Regions from separate parts of the Mus musculus genome. Here regions 1 and 2 are each linked to region 3. Evidence: chromatin contacts called from public Hi-C data. All regions are on one chromosome and are shown on one strand. The core of a region is the stretch at or near the end of the contact, and the rest is flanking DNA. Distances in the headings are between cores, read along the strand shown.

Region 1 (3,004 bases), core at 123-2,622, 3.4 Mb before region 3:
CTCTCTCTTCAGACACACCAGAAGAGGGCATCAGATCCCCATTACAAATGGTTGTGAGCCACCATGTGGTTGCTGGGACTTGAACTCAGGACCTCTGGAAGAGCAGTCAGTGCTCTTAACCACTGAACCACCTCTCCAGCCTTAAGTATGTGGCTTTATACAGAGATGAATCTCCAGTGCCTAGGACACAGTGGCTGCTCAGTAAAGGTTACTAAACAAAGAACTCTGCCCAGCTCTGCTGTCCTGAACAAGAGAATGGCCAAAAAAACCACGAGAGCTTTGCTAGGATATTTTTTCTCAGTTGGATTTGAGTCCCTGGATTCTTTAAACTTGCCAGAAAGGCAAGTAAATGTTGATGGATGGAAGCTCAGGTCTGTTAGTCAATCCAATTGCTGTGTCTATAATTGATCCTGTCTATGGTCCAAATTACAGCTCAGACAGAGCTAAGGGGGCTTGCAGCTTTTTGTCCTGAGTGTAGGTACACTTCATCAGATGGATAACCCCCCCCCCCCCCCAGGAAGCCTTCTGGATTAACACCAGGCAACCCTTTCCACAAGCACACCCCTGTCTGGCATTTGATGTGCTTATCTAATAAGCTTCGGGTATATGCATGTGTTCACTTAACGCGTAGGTGTGTACATTTATGTTCGAGTTGTGTAAGTGGGTGCCTGTGCGTGTGAGCCCATATGTGTGTTCCTGCCTATAAGAACGCTCACATCCTCCGTTCTGGATCTCTAGCTGTCACCAGGGTCGCCTTCAGTGGGAGGAAAGCTGAAAGCTCTTGTTTCGACGGGGAGGGGTGGGGTTGTCAGGTTGTGCCTACTCACTGACCCGGGAACCAGCATCCACCCGCTGCAGCCGTCTAGTCCCTGGATCTGGGCGGCCCAAACTCGCGGGGTCCCCAAGGTGACCCGTGGCCCCCAGCCCGGGAAGCGCGCACGCTGGATTCCCGCCCCGCCCGCCTGTCCGTCGCCGCTCACCGTGGGCCGCGACGCACGTGGGCAGCCAGAGCACGAGACAGCACCAGCCCGCGGCGCCACGGCTCATCTCCAGGGCCCGTCCCGCCGCCGCCGCCGCCGCCGTCCCGCCGCGATCCCTCGCCCGACTTTAGCCTGACAGCTGCCACGGCCTCCCTCAGGCCCGCTCTCCGCGCCGGTTGGAGCACAGAACGGAGGCCAGCGGCTGATTGGCCGCCACGCCTGTTCGTGTGGCCGCACTTTCCTCCTCTGCGCCCTAGGCCACTTCCTATTGGCCAGGAGAAGTGGAACCGGGCGCTGATTGGCCAAAACTCTTAATAGCAACTGCAGTTCGCGGCCCCGCCCCCGCACTCCTCCTTATAGACGCGCCTCCCGGAACCTGCGGTGGGCGGCTCGCGGGGTTGCGCGGGATCCACGGCTCTCCTCCCCAGGCAGAGACGGGCCTCGCGCGAAGGGGCAGGCGGCACGGCGCCGCCTCGGCCGATAAGGGGCGCTACAGAGCTAGAAGCCGACCCGAGCAAATTTCCTGCGCCCGAGCGGGCCGCGCACCTGTGACCCGGGACACTGTTCCCAACTTCCCAAGCTACCTGTGAAACTCACGGAGCTCCCTCGCCACGGAGCTGAGCAGGTGCAGTGAGATCACTCACCTAAGGTGCTTCTCCTAGCCGGTGTTCAGTACTGATAGCTCATTGCACGTCTACCATGGCGTCTGGGAGCGCGGGCTGAGGCGGGACCTTACCGCACCTTACAAACCAAAAGCACTGCGAGACTCGATGACCCCCGCCAAAGCTAACGCGAGTTCCTAGAGCGTCCCTGGACCTCCGACTCCTCTAGCCGGCTACCTCGGGAGCTAACCATAGAGTGGCGGAAGTGGTCCGGCCCCTTCCTCTCCCGGGCTAACGTCTCGCCAGAAGCTTCTGGGCATTTCTCCGGCGCGGAGCATTGTGGGCTTGGGTGGGCGGCCCCGAGGCGGACAACTGACGAGTTGCGGGTACCTGAAGCCGCTTCCAAGATGATGGTGAGTGTCTCTCCGCGCATCCGCTGCCATCCACGACCCTGCGGCCCTGGCCCGCCATGCGGAGTGTCTACAGTGGCTCGTTTCCGCTCCCCGGCCGGAGGCGGCCTTGATCCAAAACTGAAGCTGTTGGCGAGAGCCGAATGGGGCTCGCGATGCCGCTGGGCCTGGAAACCATGGATCTCATGGTGCTTGGGACCACAGACCTCTTGTTCAGCCTGTTCCCCGTAATGGAGGCTTGGGTTTTCGGAACCGAGTGTGTGTTGAGCTCTGTACCTCTACCATAAGGCCGGGTTACATCGCCCTGGGAGGTGCGGAAGTGAAGGCGCGAGCTTCTAGGCGCACAGAGGCAGCGTGAGGGTCTTTAGGTTGGGCCAAGTGACGCCCTGCCTGGCATTGTGGTCGTTTACGTTCCCGCATGTGGAAAGACAGAATCCTTCGTTCCTGTTGGAACCTGTTCGTTGGGGGCATTTTTAGTTCTCCCGAATGTACTTGGTGCTGGAAAAGGGCAATTGATGTACACAGTACCAAAGATGGGACGACCTGAGTACTTTAGGCAGGAGAGTCTCTTAAAGGTCTGCCTGTAATCCTCCTGCATCACCCTTTATCCCCGACAGCGTCAGATACCTCCCCTGTTCCCCTGTGATAAACCTGAGTTGTTAGTGAGCAATGTCAACTTCCAAGACAGAATCCTGTGCGTTTGGCATCAGCACACTCGTTAAGTTTTGCTTTTTAGTGTCAATCCTTTGTCTGCCTTTTGCAGCTTCTTCCTATGCGTAGATGCCAGACAGACTTGGAAACCTGTAAGGTCCTCCCTCTGCTACCAAATTACAGCTTCTCCTCCGAAGGAGTCCCTACAGAAGCATGTCCATGCTCCCTGACCCCTAGCGCTTGAAATTGATTTGGTCGGCGAAGACCAGAGCTGAGGCATAAATCCATGAGTCATATGTGCTGCAGTAAAATATGCATCATTGCTGCTGATATGACCAGTGGCCCAGCATTGGCCAAAACA
Region 2 (2,819 bases), core at 68-2,567, 3.4 Mb after region 3:
ACAGAAAAATCTGATACTTAAACATTTCAGGGCTTAATAACTTACATTTTCTGTCTTATTGGACTACAGCAAAGTCACTGTTGATGTGACCCTGAAAGACTCCTAACCATTGAGAACAAGGATAAAATCATTTCACAGAAGCAAAGAAATCTGTTTCCAAGACTTTAGAGGCCACATATCACAGCACAGAGTGGGAGTTTGTGTAGCTAGAATTGTGGTGTGCTGCAGAGGGCACAGAGGAGGGTACCATCTGGTCCTCAAAGGTGAAGGGTGACAGCAACTCAGAAAATAAATTAAACAGGACGCTAGGTGCCTGTTATTTCCTTTAATTAAGAAATTTGACAGGCGTGGGAGGCAGAAGCAGACAGATACCTGTGAGTTTGAGGCCAGCCTGGTTTACATGTCAAGTTCCAGGCCAGACATAGATACATAGTGAGACCCTTGTCTTGAGATTAAATAAATAAATCGAGAGACTACACACATGCAGACCCATCCCGGAAAGCATCTGAGGCATCACTTAAACAGCCAGCCTCAGGTCCGACCGGTTCTCTCCCCAGCCAGTGGCTGACAGGATCCTCTGGGTGTGACAGCTGCCTCCTCCCCGCCTGCAACTCATCCTGAAGAAAAAGTCAAACAGAAGTCGTCCCCGTGCACCCTGGCCACACATCGCAGCTCAGTTCTCACCCTGGAGAAACGCCCCTTACTCAAGGCAGGCTCCCTCCAGGATGCCTTCACAGCAGCTGCCTGGGGTGCCATAGCCTATACACAAGTGAAGTGACTAACACAAGACAGCAGCCGGGAAGGAGAGCCTGGGATTTTCGCCATCACCACGAGAACTCGGAGAGCGGGATAATAGGGTTCCGCGAATGAAGTGGGGGACCTTAACATAAAGTCACTTAATTAGGTGCCACCACAAACCACCGCAATTGATGCCGCAACCAGAAGGCCAGTTGTGCAAACTCTCGCCTCCAGACTGGATTGAAAAACCCAGCCGGGGGGCTCTGTAGAGATCCGCACGGCCACGCGCACCCGCGGGACGCGACTCTGCGGGACATCACGCAACACGTCACGGCGCGGGCAGAGACCCGCGCGGCGCCGAGGCCCGCAAAGCCTCATCTCCCGACCGCATCGTCATCTCAAACCACACGTCACACCCACCTCAGCCACCGCCGCGCTCTCTGCGACACCCTTTCTCACTCCCTGCGGCTTCCGACAGGCAGTCGGCAGCCTGCCTTTCCACCTCGGGTTCTGACTGCCGGCCTACGAGGTTCCTCAGAGACCAGTGGCAGCCATCGCCATCAGTGGCTCGGCGCTCGACAGGCGCGCCGGGCAGAAACCGGAAGACAGACTGACACGCGGCGGTCGAGCGCCGAGTCCTCGAGCGCACTGAACCTGGAAGAGGATGCTGCGCAGGCGCTGCCGCAACGGGGCGGGCCCAGTAGGAGGAGGTAAACTGCGAAGTTCTCTCAGGTCCTAGCAACACATCGATGTGAAACCCTACACTCGCCCTTCACTCACCCTATAGGTGGGGAAACTGAGACTTTGGCTCTTAAATAATGTGCCTGCAGCGCTAACATTATTTAGAGACCGTTAAAAAGTTTCTGAGATTTTTGCATAAATGCCTTAATACAGCGGTTGTTCTTCCAAAGGACCCAGGTTTGAAAAACTGCTTGTCTGCTACCTATATGCTCTCTTCTGGAGTCCATGGGCACTGCACATGTGGTGCACAGACATGCAGGCAAAACACACATACAAAATTTTGTTTTTTTACTTTTTTGTTGTTGTTGTTAAAAAAAAGTTTCTGAGTGCGAGAGACTAAGTTATGTTCAGCACATTGAGGAGACAGAAAGACGTGGAAATTGAGCCAAAGAAAGTAGAGACGTTGAGGAGTCGTGTCAGGGATTGGAAGTTGGCTCAATTGATCCTGGTTGGGACTCAATTTCCACCACACACCCATGCCTGTAACACCAATACTCTAAGGATGGAGGCAGGAGGACCAAAAATTTAAGTTAATTTTCAATTACATAGCAAGTTCAAGGCCATACTGGGATACATGAAACTCCATCTCAAAAAAGCATAAAAAAGTATGAGGGTAGCTAGATCTCTGCAAAATAAGTGGCATTTATGTATGAGTCAGGGTTCTCTAGAGTCACAGAACTCTATAGTCTATATAGTAAGGGAATTGGTGGATGACTTACAGTCTGTAGTCCAATTCCCAACAATGGTCAGCAGCAGCTGTGAATGGAAGTCCAAGGATCTAGCAGTCACTCAGTCCCACAAGGCAAGCAGTTGAAGAAGAGAGTGTCAATCTTCCTTCTTCCAATGTCCTTATATAGGTCTCCAGCAAAAGGTGTGGCCCAGATTAAAGGTGTCTGCCACCACACCTTTAATCCCAGATAACCTTGACTTGGAGATCTTCCTGTCTTAATCTTCTGGAATTCATAGCCACTGTGCCTCAAGATCTCCATGCCAAGATTCAGGTCAGAAACTTCTATCTCAGCCTCCAGATTAGGATCACTGGTGAGCCTCCCAATTCTGGATTGTAGTTCATCCAGATATAGTCAAGTTGACAACCAGGAATAGCCCCTGCAATTTACAAAAGACAGTATGGCAGATCAGTCATGTCTGAACCTAGCTGTACCATGCAACAACCACAGGGTACAGAGACAGACCCATCTGTTATTGAGGTCTGTTTGCTTTATAGCCAGCACACCATCTAGACTGCAGTAACCTGGGCCCCAGAAGTGGGAGCTTCAGGGAAGATGCAGGTCTTTGGAACCAGAAAGTGGCCTCCATCCCTCCTGCCTCCATCCCAGCCT
Region 3 (2,945 bases), core at 119-2,618:
GGTGTCAAGGGTAACGTGAGAAAGTGGATAGAGGGTTAGAGAGTACTATGTGTTGACTTTAGGGAGTTAACAAGAAATCAAGGGTGCATACAAACATGGAGCAAGGTCTCAGAGCTTACAGGCAGACCCTGACCCTCTCTCACCATTAGCCAACAGGTAGCGCACCAACTCCTCATGCCCACAGAGGCAGGCATAGTACCTAGGAAAGGGGGAAGCTGTCAGTAGGGTAGGCCCACCCTGCCCACCCAGCTACCCCACCGCTCACACTCACAAAGGGGTGCTGTCCCACTTATCCCGCACGTTCACCTCCACGTCTCGCTGCTCCAGCAGGTACCTGGGCAGGAAGTTCAAAGCCTGGGTCAGAATTGCTTCTCATCTGGGAGAGAGACAACCAGGAAGGGGAAGGAGGCCACATCTCTCTGGGCTAGGGAATGCCTCTGAGAAGGGTAAGGCCTGGGACTACACAGGTCTGCAAGGGTCTGCAACTGTGAGTTGGGTGATGGCTTCATGGACAGAGGCCAAGCCCCAGGTTCAGAAGGCTGAGAATTTGGTCTTTTAATATCTGGGAGAGAGAAGGTGATGGGGCCCCTAATTCAGCCTGGGGAGCCAATGGCAGGGAAGTCAGAAGAAAGCTGATGCAGGCACTGGGGGCGGGGAAGGAGGGGAACAGAACAGATCTATGGAAGAAGTGGAAAAAACAATTGATAAAATGTTGAGGAGAAGAGGTCATGAACCAGAAAGCGATCACTGGGACATGGCAGCCCAAGGAGGCTATCTGAGGCAAGACCTGAACTCTCAGAGCTGCATTCAAATTGAGGGACGGATCATTAACTCTGAGGTGGCATCTGGTGTCGGAGAGAGCTGCAGCTTGGTCACATCTGTTGAGGACCAGGGGACTTGGAAGGAAGGGCCATGGGAGAAAGGAGTCTATCAAAGAAAAGGGTCAGGATCCTTCTCTTCCCTGCCTGCCCACGGAGATCACGGTCTCGGCGCCAGGCTGGTAACTGGCTGCACCAGCGGCGCCTGCGCCTCTTGGAACCTCCACGGAGAGGAGTCGTTTCCCTGCACCGAGCTAAGTAAGGGACCTAGAGCCCGATCTCCCTGACTCGGTCAGCTTCGGGAGCCCCACGGCGCCCAACCCCACACCCGTGCCCGATAAGCCCTGCGGACGCCTGCCCGCCTCCTGCACTTCAGGTTCTCACCGCACACGGCCCACGTCCCCTTTCCTGCAGCTGGCAAACAAGTCGCTGGTATCCATGGCGAAAGAGACTGGACCCCCGGCCGAGTGATCTCGGGAGTCGTCTGTGCCCGGCCGGATGTAAACACTCACCGCCCCGCCCCTCGCGGCACGGCCTAGCTATGCCCGCCTGCGACTCCGCAGCGGCGCCTGCCGCCCGGAGGACCGTCCGGCCCGAACCCCGCCCTCGCATCCAGAAGGCCGCTCCCCAAGGCCGCACCCAGTAACCTTAACCACGCCCACTTAGCCTCTGGGGACTTCTAGCCTTCACCCCGCCCACCCGTCTAGAGGACAACTCAATTCCCCCAGGTTCCGCCCACTCGCCCGAAGAATAGCTCACTACCAAGACCCCGCCTCCTCAGAAGAGCTTCACCGGAAGAGCAGTTCGCTGCAGGCCCCGCCCACATTTCTTGGGATCCGTTCTGAAAACAGCACCTCCCACAGGCTTGGAACGCTTGTCAGTCCTGAGTCTAGCTCGGTTCAGGTCCCGCACATCAGGCCGAGGCCTCGCCCACCAGGACTTTTCCCAGCCTACTTCAGGCTCAGCCCACCCGGCCTGGTTCCACCCAGATGACCTTATACTCCCTACCCTCCGCCCACATATCCCTAACCACGCCCACAAACTCCATGAAATTCCCAGCCCACCCGTCCTTGGCCACGCCCAGCCAGCCTCCCTTGCCCCACCTACTCCTCCAGGCCCATCCCACCCACTCCCCGGAGTGCAGCCCTCGGAAGGCAAAAAACAGGCGTGGAGGCGGAGCGGCCCGCGCGTCTTAGCGGCTTTAATGGAGTCCTGGCGCGGGGAGCGCGCTGGCCTCGGGCAAGCGCTCGGGGCCGGGCAGGGCGGGGTGGGAGCTGCGCCGCGGTCGCCTGCTGCGGTGGGGAAGCATAGTGGTCCGCGTGGAGGACCGGGAGGGGCGCGGGGCCGTGGCGTCGGGCAGTCTCGCGCCCGTGGCCCGGCGCTCACAGGTGAGTGTCCTCCTCGAACACGTCCGAGTCCTCAGGGTCGCGTTTGCTGCCCATGAGCGCGCTCCAGCTGCTCGGGCCGTTGATGGCCCCACCGTTCAGGCTGGGCTGCTTCTCCTGCATCTCCGACTGGCTGTCGCTGGCCACGTCCAGCGTGGGATTGTCGTGGCAGCCGTTCTCCACGAAGCGCAGCTCCTCACCGTGCGACTGCAGCAGCAGGAGAGAGCGCTAGGCGCGCACAGTGGTTGGCCACGCCAAGCCCCCAGGGTACTACTCCCTTGGGGCCCAGGATACAAGTGCCTGCAACTCAAACCTAAACCTCTGCAGGTAAACCCTGTGACCCCCTTGGTGTCACTTGATCCCTTCCAACAGCGCATTATACATGAGACAGCCCACTCAAAGCATACGAGATAGGGCAGAATGTGCAGGGCCTGCCCCCTTTCTCTTGTGCAGGTTGCAGGAGCCTTTGGCTTCTAGGACTGAGGGGAGCAGCTGCTCTCAAGCCTTGCAGAATGGGGCACTGGGGTTAGGAAGAGCTGGAGGAGAGGAGGGATCCCTTGGTGAGACTTAACTCCCCCTCACTGTGTATCTCCTCGAAGACCAGGCTCAGAGAGGGTAGATGGTGGCACTGAGCACAACTGAGTTGGTACAGGTTTCTAGGTGAGGCTCTTGGGTAGCACTGGGTGATACTAGCCACACTCTGCCCTACAGTCCTAAGCCCTCCCTGGCCTACTCACCACGT

What was found. A called contact is a pair of places that touch in the nucleus more often than the background predicts.
Region 1: a contact with region 3 is called in a Hi-C map of regulatory T cells, with 10 times the contacts expected there. The contact joins the promoter of Cct7 here to the promoter of Abtb1 in region 3. A contact is called at or near these places in 2 of 39 promoter capture datasets (liver and pre-B cells), 9 of 484 Hi-C or Micro-C datasets (CD4 T cells, CD8 T cells, memory CD8 T cells and 4 more) and 1 of 9 other capture datasets (liver).
Region 2: a contact with region 3 is called in a Hi-C map of CD8 T cells, with 7 times the contacts expected there. The contact joins the promoter of Rbsn here to the promoter of Abtb1 in region 3. A contact is called at or near these places in 2 of 484 Hi-C or Micro-C datasets (CD4 T cells and CD8 T cells).

Annotation. Positions count from the first base shown.
Region 1 is chr6:85,450,133-85,453,136 of GRCm38.p6, forward strand. It overlaps Cct7 (chaperonin containing Tcp1, subunit 7 (eta)), which reads left to right and starts at 1,373. Exons shown (of 12, transcript NM_007638.4): 1 at 1,373-1,995. The coding sequence starts at 1,990. Pradc1 (protease-associated domain containing 1) reads right to left here and starts at 1,170. Exons shown (of 5, transcript NM_001163427.1): 1 at 981-1,170. The coding sequence starts at 1,047.
Region 2 is chr6:92,213,553-92,216,371 of GRCm38.p6, forward strand. It overlaps Rbsn (rabenosyn, RAB effector), which reads right to left and starts at 1,318. Exons shown (of 12, transcript NM_030081.3): 1 at 1,159-1,318.
Region 3 is chr6:88,840,567-88,843,511 of GRCm38.p6, forward strand. Abtb1 (ankyrin repeat and BTB (POZ) domain containing 1) reads right to left here and starts at 1,369. Exons shown (of 12, transcript NM_030251.3): 1 at 1,203-1,369; 2 at 272-334; 3 at 144-199. The coding sequence starts at 1,258. Podxl2 (podocalyxin-like 2) reads right to left here. Exons shown (of 8, transcript NM_001347327.2): 7 at 2,941-2,945; 8 at 1,991-2,410. The coding sequence ends at 2,201. It overlaps Gm15612 (predicted gene 15612), which reads left to right and starts at 2,288. Exons shown (of 3, transcript NR_045880.1): 1 at 2,288-2,530; 2 at 2,915-2,945.